Linked DNA regions of Sus scrofa: regions 1 and 3 are each linked to region 2. The links are chromatin contacts, called in public HiChIP or PLAC-seq maps. All regions are on one chromosome and are shown on one strand. Each heading gives the region's core, a stretch centred on a gene start, on an enhancer-like site or on the middle of the called end of the contact. The rest is flanking DNA. Distances are from core to core; before and after follow the strand shown. Region 1 overlaps C10H9orf3 (aminopeptidase O). Region 2 overlaps C10H9orf3 (aminopeptidase O). Region 3 overlaps C10H9orf3 (aminopeptidase O).

Evidence for each region. HiChIP or PLAC-seq counts read pairs in DNA pulled down with a chosen protein or histone mark.
Region 1: a contact with region 2 is called in an H3K27ac HiChIP or PLAC-seq map of skeletal muscle, with 4 times the contacts expected there. The contact joins two enhancer-like sites. A contact is called at or near these places in 2 of 2 datasets of contacts at active chromatin or transcription factors (alveolar macrophages and skeletal muscle).
Region 3: an H3K27ac HiChIP or PLAC-seq map of alveolar macrophages shows a contact between it and region 2. The contact joins two enhancer-like sites. A contact is called at or near these places in 2 of 47 Hi-C or Micro-C datasets (brain and retroperitoneal adipose tissue) and 2 of 2 datasets of contacts at active chromatin or transcription factors (alveolar macrophages and skeletal muscle).

What each region holds. Positions count from the first base shown.
Region 1 is chr10:27,454,564-27,459,024 of Sscrofa11.1, forward strand. All of the region lies in intron 1 of C10H9orf3 (aminopeptidase O), which reads right to left. Among named protein-coding and RNA genes, the nearest start is that of C10H9orf3, 16 kb to the right of the region's middle. Within about 2 kb of position 2,663, at least 1 of the 83 cell types and tissues checked has an H3K27ac peak or open chromatin away from gene starts, as enhancers often do. A contact at or near this core is called in skeletal muscle, where this site is marked.
Region 2 is chr10:27,141,842-27,146,573 of Sscrofa11.1, forward strand. The region is part of intron 14 of C10H9orf3 (aminopeptidase O); the gene reads right to left. Among named protein-coding and RNA genes, the nearest start is that of MIR23B, 64 kb to the left of the region's middle. Within about 2 kb of position 3,425, at least 39 of the 83 cell types and tissues checked have an H3K27ac peak or open chromatin away from gene starts, as enhancers often do. A contact at or near this core is called in alveolar macrophages and skeletal muscle, where this site is marked.
Region 3 is chr10:27,407,776-27,412,347 of Sscrofa11.1, forward strand. It overlaps C10H9orf3 (aminopeptidase O), which reads right to left. Exons shown (of 19, transcript XR_002336299.1): 3 at 589-755. Among named protein-coding and RNA genes, the nearest start is that of C10H9orf3, 62 kb to the right of the region's middle. Within about 2 kb of position 2,391, at least 4 of the 83 cell types and tissues checked have an H3K27ac peak or open chromatin away from gene starts, as enhancers often do. A contact at or near this core is called in alveolar macrophages, where this site is marked.

The DNA of each region.
Region 1 (4,461 bases), core at 1,413-3,912, 310 kb after region 2:
GGATGAGGGCATTATCAGACCACCCAGGAATTTTTGTTATGCTATGAGAAAAATTAACAAAACTTTAAAAACTCTATTAGGAGAAGTACTATGATTTATTATGTCTATAAATATTCATATACTGGAACAGGATCTAGATTAATAGAGTTGGGTTACAGGGTTCAGTAGTATAAAAACAGAGAAATTGGAAAAGAAAATATAGAGAAAAATAACAGCTTTTTAAAGAAGATTTCCTCTTCTAGAAATGATGAAAAATACTGTTTTTAATAGAAGCTATTTTTGAAATTTCAGCCTTAAAGAAATAATGTGAAAGTAGTTTATTAATAATGAATGCTCTGCTATTGAGAAAAAGTCACTGCTCTAGCTCATTGAAGAAAATATTTCATTAGCATAAACAGATGGGGATACAGACTCTGTGAATCCATGATCACAAGGGACTAGAAATCCAGTTCCCACTTACCGTGTGAATCCCCTCTAGAACAGATTTGCAGCATCATCCAGTAACTACTTCACAAGCCCTAGGTATTTTTAATACTGTTTATTTATTTGGGTTTTGTTTTTTTTTTTTTGTTTTTTTTTTTTGTCTTTTTCTTTGTTTTAGAGCTGCATTCATGGCATATGGAAGTTCCCTGGCTAGGGGTCGAATTGGAGCTACAGCTGCTGGCCTACACCACAGCTACAACAACACTGGATCCGAGCGGTGTCTGCGACCTATCCCATAGCTCTCGGCAATGCCAGATCCTAAACCTACTGAGCAAGGCAAGGGATCAAACCCACATTCTTGTGGATACTAGTTGAGTTCATTACTGCTGAGCCACAACTCCTATTTTTAATATTGTTAAAAATGAAAAACCAGCAAGGCAATCCAAATGGCCATCAAGTGATGAAAGGAAAAAGAAATGTAGTATATCTATACAATGGAATATTATTGCACCATAAAAAGGAATGACATACTGATGCATACTAAACATGAATGAACTTTGAAAAATTATGCTAAATGAAATGAAGAAACAAAAGGCCATATGTTATATGACTTAATTTATATGAAATGTCCGAAATAGGCAAATCTAGGGGTTTTTCTTGTGGGGAAATGGGTTAAAGATCCTTTGTTGTCACCGCAGCAGCTCAGGTCACTGCTGTGGTGCAGGTTCAATCCCCGGCTGGGGAACTTCCGTATGTTGCAGATGCAGCCCTCTGCCCCCCCCCCAAAAGACAAAATACACAAATCCACAGGGACAGAAAGCAGATTAGTGGTTGTCAGGGTCTGGGGAAAGGCAAAACAGGGAGTGACTACTAATGGATATAGGGACCCCTTTTGGAGTGATGACAAGATCCTAAATTAAACAAAGATGGGAGTGGATTAGCAATGAGATCCTGCTGTGTAGCACTGGGGACTACGTCTAGTCACTTATGATGGAGCACGATAATGTGAAAAAAAAGAAGGTATAAATGTATGCGTAACTGGGTCGCCATGCTGTACAGTACAACAGTAAAAAAAAAAAAAAAAAGAAAGAAAGAAAGAAAAATAAACAGAGATGGCTACACAACCCTATGAATATACTAAAAACTACTGAAATGTACAATTATATGGTATGTGAATTACATCTCAATGAAGCTGTTATCTTAAAAAGTGCAGGACAAAAGAAAAGTGAACCATTTAAAAGTTTTACGGCTTTCTTACAAGAATCCTACAGAGGATAAAAAATCTTATATAATTTGGAACAAAGGACTCAATAAAAACAGAAGTGATATTAGCAAGGATTAGTATAAGCCTGGTGTTTTAAAGGAACTATTTTTTAAAGATACTTATTGATTTAAAGAGGACTTTCCAGTTAAAGAACTATGCTATGCTAAGTACACATCTCCTAACATGGCCTAGCATTTCAACCTTAGAATTTATTGCAATATTATTTTAAAGACTATTTCAAAAACCGCTAGCCTTGAGTATTTGTATAAAACAGTATTTCCCAAGCTTTCATCACACAGGTCCCATCACCAGTATTTGTGTCAGCCTCGCACCATCTGTATTTTTATGAAATACAGTTCTTCAATCTACTTCACCATCGACTCACCTTTGTCATAATCATGAAATCATGGGTCTGAAGTGCTAATTCACATCTTCCCGCCATACATTAAAATTCAAACTATGCTTACCCATGCAGCACTTTAAAATACCTACAACTCAAGGAAACACTGGTTTTAAAAAATCAGCTTAGCCTGGGAACATATTTATATTTTAAAAAGTGATGGGGAAGTTAGAATGTTCAGAAAACTACTCTTCAGAAAAATTTAGGACTTTTCTATAGAGTAAGGCACATGTTCAGTGGGAGCAACGGGGCTGGCACTTAGCCAAGAAAAAGTATTTGAGCCCAGTGCTGGGGTGGATGGTAGAGGAAGATGGTGGGCAGTTGGCCTTTGTGAGGGAAGTGGCTGAAAGAACAGGGATGCCAGGCCTTCTCTACAAGTTCCTGGATACAGTGATACAGTCCAGGTGCCACTGCTGTGTTCAGCTTGTAAAAAGGAGTTGAACTTGGCAGAAGGGTGGCTGATAATCAGATATCAACCCTGCTTCCTTCCTGTCGACACCAGTCCTAATAGCCTGCAGAATCACCTACTAAAGCAGTGACTCCAGGGCAGAGAGAGAGAAGAGTCTGGGCTCTGCTGCACCTGTTCCTTCTGTCTAAGGGAAACACGGGTTAGGTTTCGTTTTGAAATATTAGGACCATGGGTGGCCTGAAACAGCTTCCTAAGAGGAGTTTATCCCCATTCCTGACGGGAGATGTCATCATACCTTTGCAAAAAACAAAACAAAAAACAAAACAAAACAAAAAAAAAACTCACATGGAAGACGCTGGAAAATTTGATCACTTTCTTTTTCACTCCCTTTTCTCACTGCAGAGGGATAAACTGCCTCTCTTAGTAGTTATCCATCCTAAGAAGGTAAAACAAGAACATGCCACTATCTTTATTCATTTAATAAGCCCTCGCTGGGAGTTACCGTCGGGGCTCAGTGGTTAACGAATCCGACTAGGAACCATGAGGTTGCAGGTTCGACCCCTGGACTTGCTCAGTGGGTTAAGGATCCAGTGATGCCATGAGCTGTGGTGTAGGTCACAGATGCAGCTCGGATGCCACGCTGCTGTGGCTGTGGTGCAGGCCGGCGGCTACAGCTCTGATTAGACGCCTAGCCTGGGAACTTCCATATGCCGTGGGTGCGGCCCTAGAAAAGACAAAAAAAAAAAAAGAAGTCCAAGCTGAATTCCGGAATAGCAAGGGCTTCAGAAAGACAGCGAATGAAGGCTCTTGCCAAAGAAAGTAGAAAAACAAACCAACTAAAAAAAAAAAAAAAAAACTTCCTGCCGCATTCCTATTCGTTAATTATTTTCCTGAAAGTAAGATATAACAACTTTTAAAAATAATTCTATACAAGAAAAAAAAATCAAAAATCATTTTAGATAAATCTGCTCCTGCCCCTGAAAGTGACCTTAGGGTTCTAGTCAGTAGGCTCAATGACGTATTATTTTTCTTAACACTCTTTTTCTATTCCTTTTTTTAAGAACACTAGCCACGGGTTCTTAACTCACTGAGCCACGATGGAAATTCCATTTATACTCTTGATATCTTTTAGACTTCAAGCACATGGCTTGGAGATGTAGAAAGATACATTTCCCTAGTATTTTTCTCAAGTTAACTTATCCTTTTTTATCATATAGTTATTTTTAAAAAAATTTAATATAGTTGATTTACAATGTTGTGTCAATTTCTGCTGTACAGCAAGTTGACCCAGCCACACACACATATACATTCTTTACCTCATATTCTCTTCCATCATGCTCTGATTTATTCTTTGACTGAGTGAAGCTTTAATATGTAGACCCAAAACTGTAAAGATGGGCTTCCTAAAGATTATTCAGAAAATATTAACTATAGGAGTTCCTGTCATGGCTCAGTAGTTATTGAGCGGGTTCAATCCCTGGCCTCGCTCAGCGGGTTGAGGATCCGGCATTGCCATGAGCTGCGGCACAGGTCTCAGATGCAGCTTGGATCTTACATTGCTGTGGCTGTGGTGCAGGCTGGCAGCTGCAGCTCTGATTCAACTCCTAGCCTTGGGAACTTCCATATGCTGCGGGTGCGGCCCTAAAAAGTGAAAAAAGAAAGAAAGATAAAGAAAATATTAATGATAGAACTACAAAACCTTTAAGTCTAAGTGGTTGTGTGCTATATTACACTGTCGAAGTGGTCTCCAGGGGTATTTTTAATCTAGGGAGACTACTCATGATTTTTCAAAGAATTTTATCCCAAGCATCAATTTCCAGTGAACATTACACATGCCAGCAGCTTCATTACTAGCAATTCAGATTAACATCTGTGAATATCCTCAGAAATTCATGAAAACATTTGTTTTATAACCAGACAAATCACAGCTCTTCTCAGAGATCTACCACAGTGCTTGTCAAAGTG
Region 2 (4,732 bases), core at 2,175-4,674:
TGCACAGAGGTAAGAATAGCCCAAGAATGTCAAGGACTCAGGAAAATCACCAGCAGTGTTTTCTCATGACTCATTCTCCTTGTCCCCATCCCACTTTGCCTTGCATTCTTAATCTCTATTTAAAATAAACTTCATGGAGTTCTCATTGTGGCTCAGTGGGTGAAGAATTAGTCTCGGGTTCAATCCCTGGCAGTGGATTAAGGATCTGGCATTGCCACCAGCTGTGGTGTAGGGCACAGATGCGGCTCTGATCCCACGTTGCTGTGGCTGTGGTGCAGGCCGGCAGATGCAGCTCCAATTCGCCCCCTCGGCTGGGAACTTCCATACGCCGCAGGTGTGACCCTAAAAAAGCAAAAATAAAATAAAATAAACTTCATAGGGGAAAAGTAAGGATCAGGTGAGTAAAAGTGGCAACCTGCCTAATCTGATGGAGCTGGCTGGCTAGTATAACACTTGACATAAAAATTATCCTACATAAAAAAAAATTTCCTTCCCATAAAAAATTCAAGCATGCTCATAATTTAGAGGGCATGTGGAGTTTCAATCCTTAGCAATTAAGAAGCTGAAGTCGGTCCACAGGGTTTTATCCAGTGACCCTTTTAACTACTTGAAAATGATGTCTGATTATCAAATAACCTTATGGCTTATCTATAAAAGCTTCTCTCTAAAAAATATTGATCCTTGATTTACATGAGCAAGGACATTCTGAGAAGCCTTCTTAAAATCATGCATGACCCATTACTCAAGTTGAGACAAACACCAGGCCATTTCTTCTGTGTGAGGGTTTCTCTCCATAAGTCAGCACCTGGGGAAACTAACTATTCCAAGCCAGTACTGCATAAGAATGATAGCTACTATAAATTCCAATCTCTATAGTTCCAGGGTGTGTGTATGTGGATCTCTCAACACTTTGTTTTTAAAAGCTTCCTGGAATTATGTAGTGCTCAGGACACCAGCAAGCATTGTATTTCTTGATGGCCAGACCTTCTGCAAATTGATCTTACTTTAATTAAGACCTGAACCCAGGAGTTCCCGTGGTGGCGCAGTGGTTAACGAATCCCACTAGGAACCATAGGGTTGCAGGTTCGATCCCTGGCCTTGCTCAGTGGGTCGAGGATCCGGCATTGCCGTGACCTGTGGTGTAGGTCGCAGATGCAGCTCGGATCCCGTGTTGCTGTGGCTATGGTGTAGGCCGGTGGCTACAGCTCTGATTAGACCCCTAGCCTGGGAACCTCCACATGCCACGGTAGTGGCCCTAGAAAAGGCAAAAAGACAAAAAAAAAAAAAAAAAAAAAAAAAAAAAAGACCTGAACCCAAATCAGTAAGACAGCTCTGATGATTTCAACTAAAATTCTGTTTGGAGGATCCTAGTGGAAACTTCTAAGAGATTCCAAGGCAGTATTTCCCCAAGGCAGGGGCCCCACAGAGCAGATTCCTGTGTCAGCCTGGGAGACAGGTGCACCTCTTAGGCATGGCTGGGACTTGCCAGAGAAGAAATGGGGCTGCCTCCCTGGCCTAATTCTGGGGATACTTCAGCTGGCCCATAGATGCAAGGCTGCTGTTCCAAACCCTAAGAGCCTCTGCAGTCATTCTTCCTGAGGCTACGTTTCCTAAGGCTCCTTCCGGTCTTGTTAATATACCACGGATTACAAGTAACTTTAAACCCTGATAACAGTATTGAAAAAGCCCAAACCAATAACATTAATAACGACTGTGGGTGAGCAATGATGCAATGGCAACTCTTTAAGGCTAAGTGCTTTACGGTTAACGATTTTACAGATGAAGAAATTGAGGCTTATACAGGCTAGTCTATTCAAGATAAAAAACTGAGGCTTACACAGACGAATCTATTCAAGATAAAAAAGCTAGGAGTTCCCGTCGTGGCGCAGTGGGTTAACGAATCCGACTAGGAACCATGAGGTTGCGGGTTCGGTCCCTGCCCTTGCTCAGTGGGTTAAGGATCCGGCGTTGCCGTGAGCTGTGGTGTAGGTTGCAGACGCGGCTTGGATCCCATGTTGCTGTGGCTCTGACGTAGGCCGGAGGCTACAGCTCCGATTGGACCCCTAGCCTGGGAACCTCCATATGCCGCGGGAGCGGCCCAAGAAATAGCAAAAAAAGACAAAAAAAAAAAAAAAGATAAAAAAGCTAGTAAGAGGGAGTTCCTGTTGTGGCTCAGTGGTTAACAAACCCAACTAGCGTCCATGGGGACGCGGGTCCGATCCCTGGCCTTGCTCAGTGGGTTAAGGATCCAGCGTTGCTATGAGCTGTGGTGTAGGTCACAGACATGGCTCAGATCTGGTGTTGCTATGGCTGTGGTGTAGGCTGGCAGCTACAGCTCTGATTCGACCCTTAGCTTGGGAACCTCCATGTGCCACGGGTGCGGCCCTAAAAAGACAAAAAAAACAAAAACAAAAAAAGCTAGTAAGGGGTGAAGAGGGGACTTCAACCACAGCATGAAGGACTATTGGATCGGAGAAAGAAAATGTACTTGACGACTTCGATTTGATTCTAACAGCATCGATGACCCACAAGGCATTAGCTGGGGCCATCTCCAAAGTTCTGCGGAGAGAGAAGTGAACAGAGACCACACATGTTCTGGGAAAAGGAAAAAAAGACACGTCCATCCATAACAGAGTAACCTTTCTCTTGCTAAGAAAACTAGTCTCGGGGAAACTGCGCGGGGGGGAAATGCTCTTGACGAATGAATTCTTTCTACCAAGCTACTGTTAAAATTCAACTATTGCTAAAACAACATTTTCTTGTTTATTTTGATTTTGAATTATTTCTGATATTAAGACTTACTATAATGAACTGTCTTTCTAGAAAAGGAAGTATTTTCAAATATGCTGGTAAGAGTTTTTCACAGGAAAATGTCCCACCATGAATACCACAGCAATATTTCTTTAAAGAAGTATTTAAATGATGTGTCTCATCCTCCCAGATTATTGCAAGGTTATCAAAGACAAGTAATAAGAATACTGACGGTCACACAGATTTATAAAACCTCCCTCTCTCTTCTCTGCAGCAGGGCATGACTGCAAAACAGATCTGATACAAAAAATGAAAAACGAAGAAACTACAAATACGTGTTCAAAAACTTGAACAATCGCTGATGGTTACTTCGCTCTCCTCTCGGCCTCCTGGCTAAGAATCTGAACACCAGGCCAAGGAGTCTTGCAGCAACAAGTCAGAGTTCCTCTCCTTTTTTATCTTGAACTCCATCAGGATTACGGCTGTTCCCACAAAATTGAATGTGAAGTTCAGCAAAACTAAACAAAAAACATTATCTTTCACCTTCTGTTCTGGAGCCAGGTCTGCTCCACCTTCACTTTTTCCACTGAGCCTCTCCCTAGGATGGCTCAGGATAACAATGACTTTGCATTATGCACAGGGCAGTTCTTGGGGAGCATGAGTCAGAGGCAGACGCAGACACCAACAGCGCCAGCTCTGGAAATAACGGCTGCAGCTCTTTCCTCCAGGGTGGAAGGTGGTGGTCACCAAGCCGGCCTTGCCCAAACCTCCCCTGCTGGGAGGTCAAAGGCCAGGGAAACAGGTAAAGTGTGTGTGTTCGCAGGCACGGGCACCCGAGCTGTACACGCACATCAGCAATCCTTTGTTGGAAGCAAATTCAGCATGGTTTGGATCTGTTTTGTGATAATCTGGTGCTCTATGATTAGGTAAAGCTATTGTTGACTAAGCCAGTGACTTAATCTCTAATAAAGCCTCAAGGTACGCTGAGATTAGGAACACGGGAGTATCATCTATGCCTTCTCTCCAGCGCCCTTCCTTCTGCTGGGAGCGGGGGGGGGGGGGCTCCACGAGGCTGAAACAGCTTCTCATTTGGGACGGCATCTGCCAGTTGTGTTGCAGAGAAAACCCGGGCAGCTTCTTTCCCAACCCATAATATTCCTACTCACTTTGCCCTGCCAAATGTACACAGAGTTCTGGGGAACTAAACCTTTTATGATCCAAGTTCAGCATTTATCGATACTGTTTTGTGGGTGGAGGTGGTTTGATTTGGCCTGTAAGCTAACAGCCAAGTTCAGCAAGACCGCAGAAAAACTTCCTTTTAAATGTGCAATACATCAAGGCGCGAATGCATTTAAACATGGAAAGCAGCCTTGCACTTTAGATAAAAAAAAGATAACAAACATTAAAAAATATTTGCACAGACTGAAGAAAAGGCATTTGTAAGTACCTTTAGAGCCTTCCCAAATAAAATGCCTTGTTCTCGGGTCACACTATTGTTAGATGAAAAAGAGCAAAAATATTTTCATGTCACAGCTGCTTGGTCCGTGACAAACATGACAAAAACTTCAGATAATCTGTGCCTTGTAAAGTTCACTAAAGGCAAAATTTCACACTGGCCCTAACACCCTTCCAGACACCCAGCTGTCTCACCACGAAGTCCTGCCCGCTCGGAGCCCTCAAGGTCTGACCCAGTCCACGCCCACCCAAGCCAGGATGGGAGGGTCCTCGGGAAACTCACTCTGGACGAGGTTCTAGGCCACCAGGGCTGGACTGGGAGTGCCCCGCTGCATCTCCCGGCACTTCTTTCCCGCCGCCCTCCGGTGCCTGTGCCCCACAACGTGACAACGACCAGCCACACACGCTTCTCCCCAGGAACGCAGAGCTGCTCCGCTTCTACGGCTTCTTTTGAGGAGCTGCCCAGGCAGACAGCTGGAGAGAGCAGCGCCTGGTCTCAGGCCAGCACCACGGACCTCCGCGTTCT
Region 3 (4,572 bases), core at 1,141-3,640, 260 kb after region 2:
TGCAACATGCTCAAGATCTCAAGCAAAAAAAAGTTAATTATTGCAATAAGCAGGAAACTCAGACCAAAGCTTGAGGATGCATCTTCCCTGACATCTTTCTTATACACCTTTCGTTCAGAACTTCATGGCCAAATAGTGTACAGAACAGAAGCAATACCAGGACAACTCCAGTGGGCCAGCCTGCAGGAGCACCATTACTCAGCATAACAACGAAGAACCCTGTACCGGCTCCATGACCAAACCACAGGGAACTCAACTGGAACGGTGTGTCCATGACATGCTTGCTTGCCTAGAAGGTCTTCAACCAAGACCACCCACTTATGGCCCACAAACCATCAGGTGAGAGCAACTGCCGAAATAATCTCGGAATTGATAACTCTGGCATGAAGAGCACCACACGCCATGCCTAGGTGCCCAAGTGCCCCTCCCAGCCCCTGCTGTTTTCGCTGGCAGGATGTTTTATAGTGCGTTCAGTCCAACCCACCTAATAAAGGAGCTCTTTTAAAGTTGAGAAAAACACTGTGTATGGGGTTCCTGTGTCCAGCATGTGTGCAATACATAAAGAAGCACAGAACACATGTACAGTACCTTCCCGAAGCTGTGTTGGCTTGGCAGAATTCTCCCCACTCGTTAAAACAACAAAAGATGCAGCTGCTCGAACTGTAGCCTGCCATGTTGACATGGCAACGGGTGGCTCCTGGCATGGAAAAAGGGCCCTGTTGTTTATGGGAGATCCCATAGTATAAACACATGGCCTGCAGAAGAAAGACAAAGAAACAAAGGAGAAGAATCTTTAAAACGAGTTGTCACTTTTCTCACCACCATGGTAGTGAAGGTTAAGTTGCGCTTTCAAAGAGAAAATAGCGGAGGCTTTGTAGTTGACTAGTTTCAAAGCATCTTGAATTGAAACTGCCAAGGGCTGGCTATGTGAATAGCGGAGTGGTAACTTCTCCCAAATGAATTACTTAACTATATAAAGAGAGTTGTTTTGTTTTGTTTTGTTTTAAAGGGGAAAAATATTTTTTGGATGAAGTTTTAAATACTAGTCTGCCAAGTTAAAATTTATATTACCCTTGCCCCTCCCCTTAGGCCCTTAAGCCTTCAAAAGAGAAAAAGTTTTAGGGACATTCTTATGAACCGTTTGGAAAATATTCTGGAAAAGAAAACATGTTTAGGCGATCACTGAGATATTAATGCTTAGAAAAACAAGCTGGTGGTCTCAAATCCAGGGCTGGCAGGCAGATACCCCCAATCTTGGAAACCACCATCGCCAATGGAACCCTTGTGGGAATCCTTGTGTGGAGGCCAAGAACAAGGGTTGGCATATAAACAGGCGCGTAGGTCGCAACAACCAGGCTTGTGACGGGAAGGCCAAGGATAGAGCTGTTAGCAAAGCAAGTGCAGGAAACCAATGGCATGACGTTAGGCCTCATTCTGCTACAATTAAAAAATACAGACCCACCCATATCAAGGACAACCCCTTCCATGATTAAGTCACGGCCAGAGATAGAAAACAAAAAAATTTATGAGATGAGAGAGGTCTGTTCTTCCGACACTAGGGTGTAGGAGGCACGGACTGGCCCGGAGGAAGATGCCTTAGGAAAGTATTTCTACTTTTTGCTTTTCAGGGTTATGGCAAACCTGATATAGTTTTAATTGGCTTGTTTTATAGAGTAAATATTAGGGCAGAACACTACCTCTCTTGCAACTGGTTTTCCTTTTTTGTTAACGTTGTTACGACGAAACCTCTCTTGTGTTCTTACCGTGTGCAAGAACAGGGAGAATGATGGCCCCGCTCCTTCAGTTGGGGTCCAGGAAGGAAAAGAGAAACCTGGTCTAGGTCTTTTCATACAGGGAACTGGTTATACAAGTTACAGAAGAGTTGAGAAGCCAAACAGGGGACAATGAGGCAACCGAGAGATTAGCCACAGTGGTAAGTAGCTGTGACTCCACAGGTTGGAGGAGCTGGCGTTACTGGGTGTTACAGGCTTACAGCATCAGGGGTCATTGGGCGGAAGCCAGAGTCACCGTGGGAAGGTCCGGCGGGCGCTGGGACCAAAGGAGACTCATCATTGCTAGAGATGCACAAAAGAAGCAGAGAGGGGAGAGAAAATACCTTGTTTCTCCCCACCTCCTGCTCTCAAATGTTCCACCAGTGCCCTGCATTGGCCAAAACTGGCAGGAAGCCAAAGGCAAGGAAGCCTGGGAGAGGAGGTTCCTTGTCATTCAAAGAAAACAATAAGAGCCGAAAATGGACCTTACAGCAGACATGCAGTTGCAGTCTACCTCCTAGAAATGTATATGCTGTGATGATGCACAGGTTTGACATGAGACGGGGAAAGAAGTTTAGAAATTCAGACTTGGGTCCTGGCTGAATTACCGACTCACTAAATGGCCATGGGAAAGTCCCTTGACCACTCTGAGTCACATGCTAAATGGGGATGAAGGGCAGGACTTCTACTGCCTGTTGTGGTCTCTAAATCTATAGGATTCTGTGTTCCAGAATCATCGAGCCAAGAGCAAAGACAAATTTTTACGGAAGGCCCAGAATGTTCCATCAGTTTCAATGAGTGCTGAGCTCCACCCTGGTCTCCTTAGATCCTCGGTTAATTGATGAGCCTTGGTTAACTCTCCAGCCTCAGGCTGCCTGAGACCCTAAGGACAAAGCCCCCTAAAGCCACCTTCTTCCAGATGGGGCTGCTGGTGATGGATGGGTACTGGTGGGGGGAGCTTTAGCAGCTCACATAGCTCAGGTATATGGGGTCAAGGTATGCCTAGTTCTGAAAAATTCACCTGCTTTTTTCCCTCAAAGGCCCATCTTAGAGAAGGATCCCAAGAAGAAAAGTATCATTAGTGGAAAGAGAGTAAGTATGTTGCCATTGTCTACATGGCACGTGTAATGCCTCTCCCTTTGACAATGACTAATGACATTGAGAATCAAGGTTTTCTTTCTCAACGAAGCAGAATGGACCCCACAGCTTGAGCTCTAGGAATCCACTTCCACTCTAAGTAGACTTGTCCTTTTTTTTTTTTTTTTTTTCTGTATTTTCTGTGGCCGCACCCATAGCATATGGAGATTCCCAGGCTAGGGGTCCAATTGGAGCTACAGCTGCCGGCCTACACCAGAGCCACAGCAACGCCAGATCCGAGCCTCGTCTGTGACCTACACCACAGCTCATGGCAACACCGGATCCTTAACCCGCTGAGCGAGGCCAGGGATTGAACCCGCAACCTCATGGTTCCTAGTCAGATTTGTTAACCACTGAGGCACGATGGGAACTCCTCTAAGTAGACTTGTTGAATTAAACCTATTTGTGATGCTTACAGGGAAGTGGGAGGCCTCTGCCTAGAGATATCCTAAGACCTTCTCTGCCTCATGCAAAGGGGGCGCTTATCCCATATTGTGGTCTCAAGTCCCAGGGTGCTTAGGCCACTCTGAAAGTATCTGTGCTGTCTTGCTTTTGAACGCAGCACACTTCCCTAGGGTGACCCTGGTGGTTACAGGCTTTCCCTTTCATGCACAGGGAACAAATCCTCCCCAAAACACTAGCTTGCCAGGGTGTGTACTCCCCTTCTCCCTATAAGGTGGGTTGGAAACCTTGCTGGCATATTATCATGCATTCTGCTTGTTCCCTTAGGTATGCGGTCCCCAAGGCTTTTTCCATCAGCCTCCAGAAGAAAGAGATCTGAGATGACGTTATAGGTGAGAAACACTGCAGAGGAAGAATTAGAAGGACCTGGCGATTTGCTAAAGGAGAGGGAGAAGGAAGGGAAGGCCTCTCTGAGGTAGCCAGCTTCCAAGATGGACCCCAGTGACCTGGTCCCTGGTATTCACACCCATGCAGAGTCCCCTCCCACACTGCATCAGGGTTGGCCTTTGTGACCAGTGGGCATGGCAGAAGTGATATCACTTCTGAGATTCGACTATTTAAAAATCTCTGGCTTTTGTTTTAGGGGTTCTCCTCTCTCACTCCTTCTCATCCCTTGCTCGCTGGGGAATCCAGTTGCCATGGCATGAAGACATTCTGGCAGCCTATGGAGGAGTCCATGGGGTAGGAATGGAGGCCTCTGGCCCCCAGTCAGTGAGGAGACCTGAAACCTGCCAACAACCTTGCACATGAATTTGGAAGAACATCTTCCAGCTCCAGCCAAGCCTTGCGATGCCTGTGATCCTGGCAGCCAGCTGACAGCAACACTCTAAGAGGTCCTGAGCCAGAAGAACCCAGTTAAGCGCTCCTGGATTCCTGGCTTTCAGAAATGGTATATAAGTCTGGTTCTTTTAAGCTGTTAAGTTTGGGGGTAATTTTTTTTTGTTTTTTGTTTTTCTTTTGAGGGCCGCACCCATGGCATATGGAGGTTCCCGGGCTAGGGGTTGAATCAGAGTTGCAGCTGCTGGCCTACACCATAGCCACAGCCACACCAGATCTGAGCCACATCTGTGACCTACACCACAGTTCAGGGCAACACTGGATCCTTAACCCACTGAGGGATCAAACCCACATCCTGATGGATGCCAGTCGGGTTCTTAACCTGCTGAGCCACAATGGGAACTCCCAAGTTTGGGGGTAATTT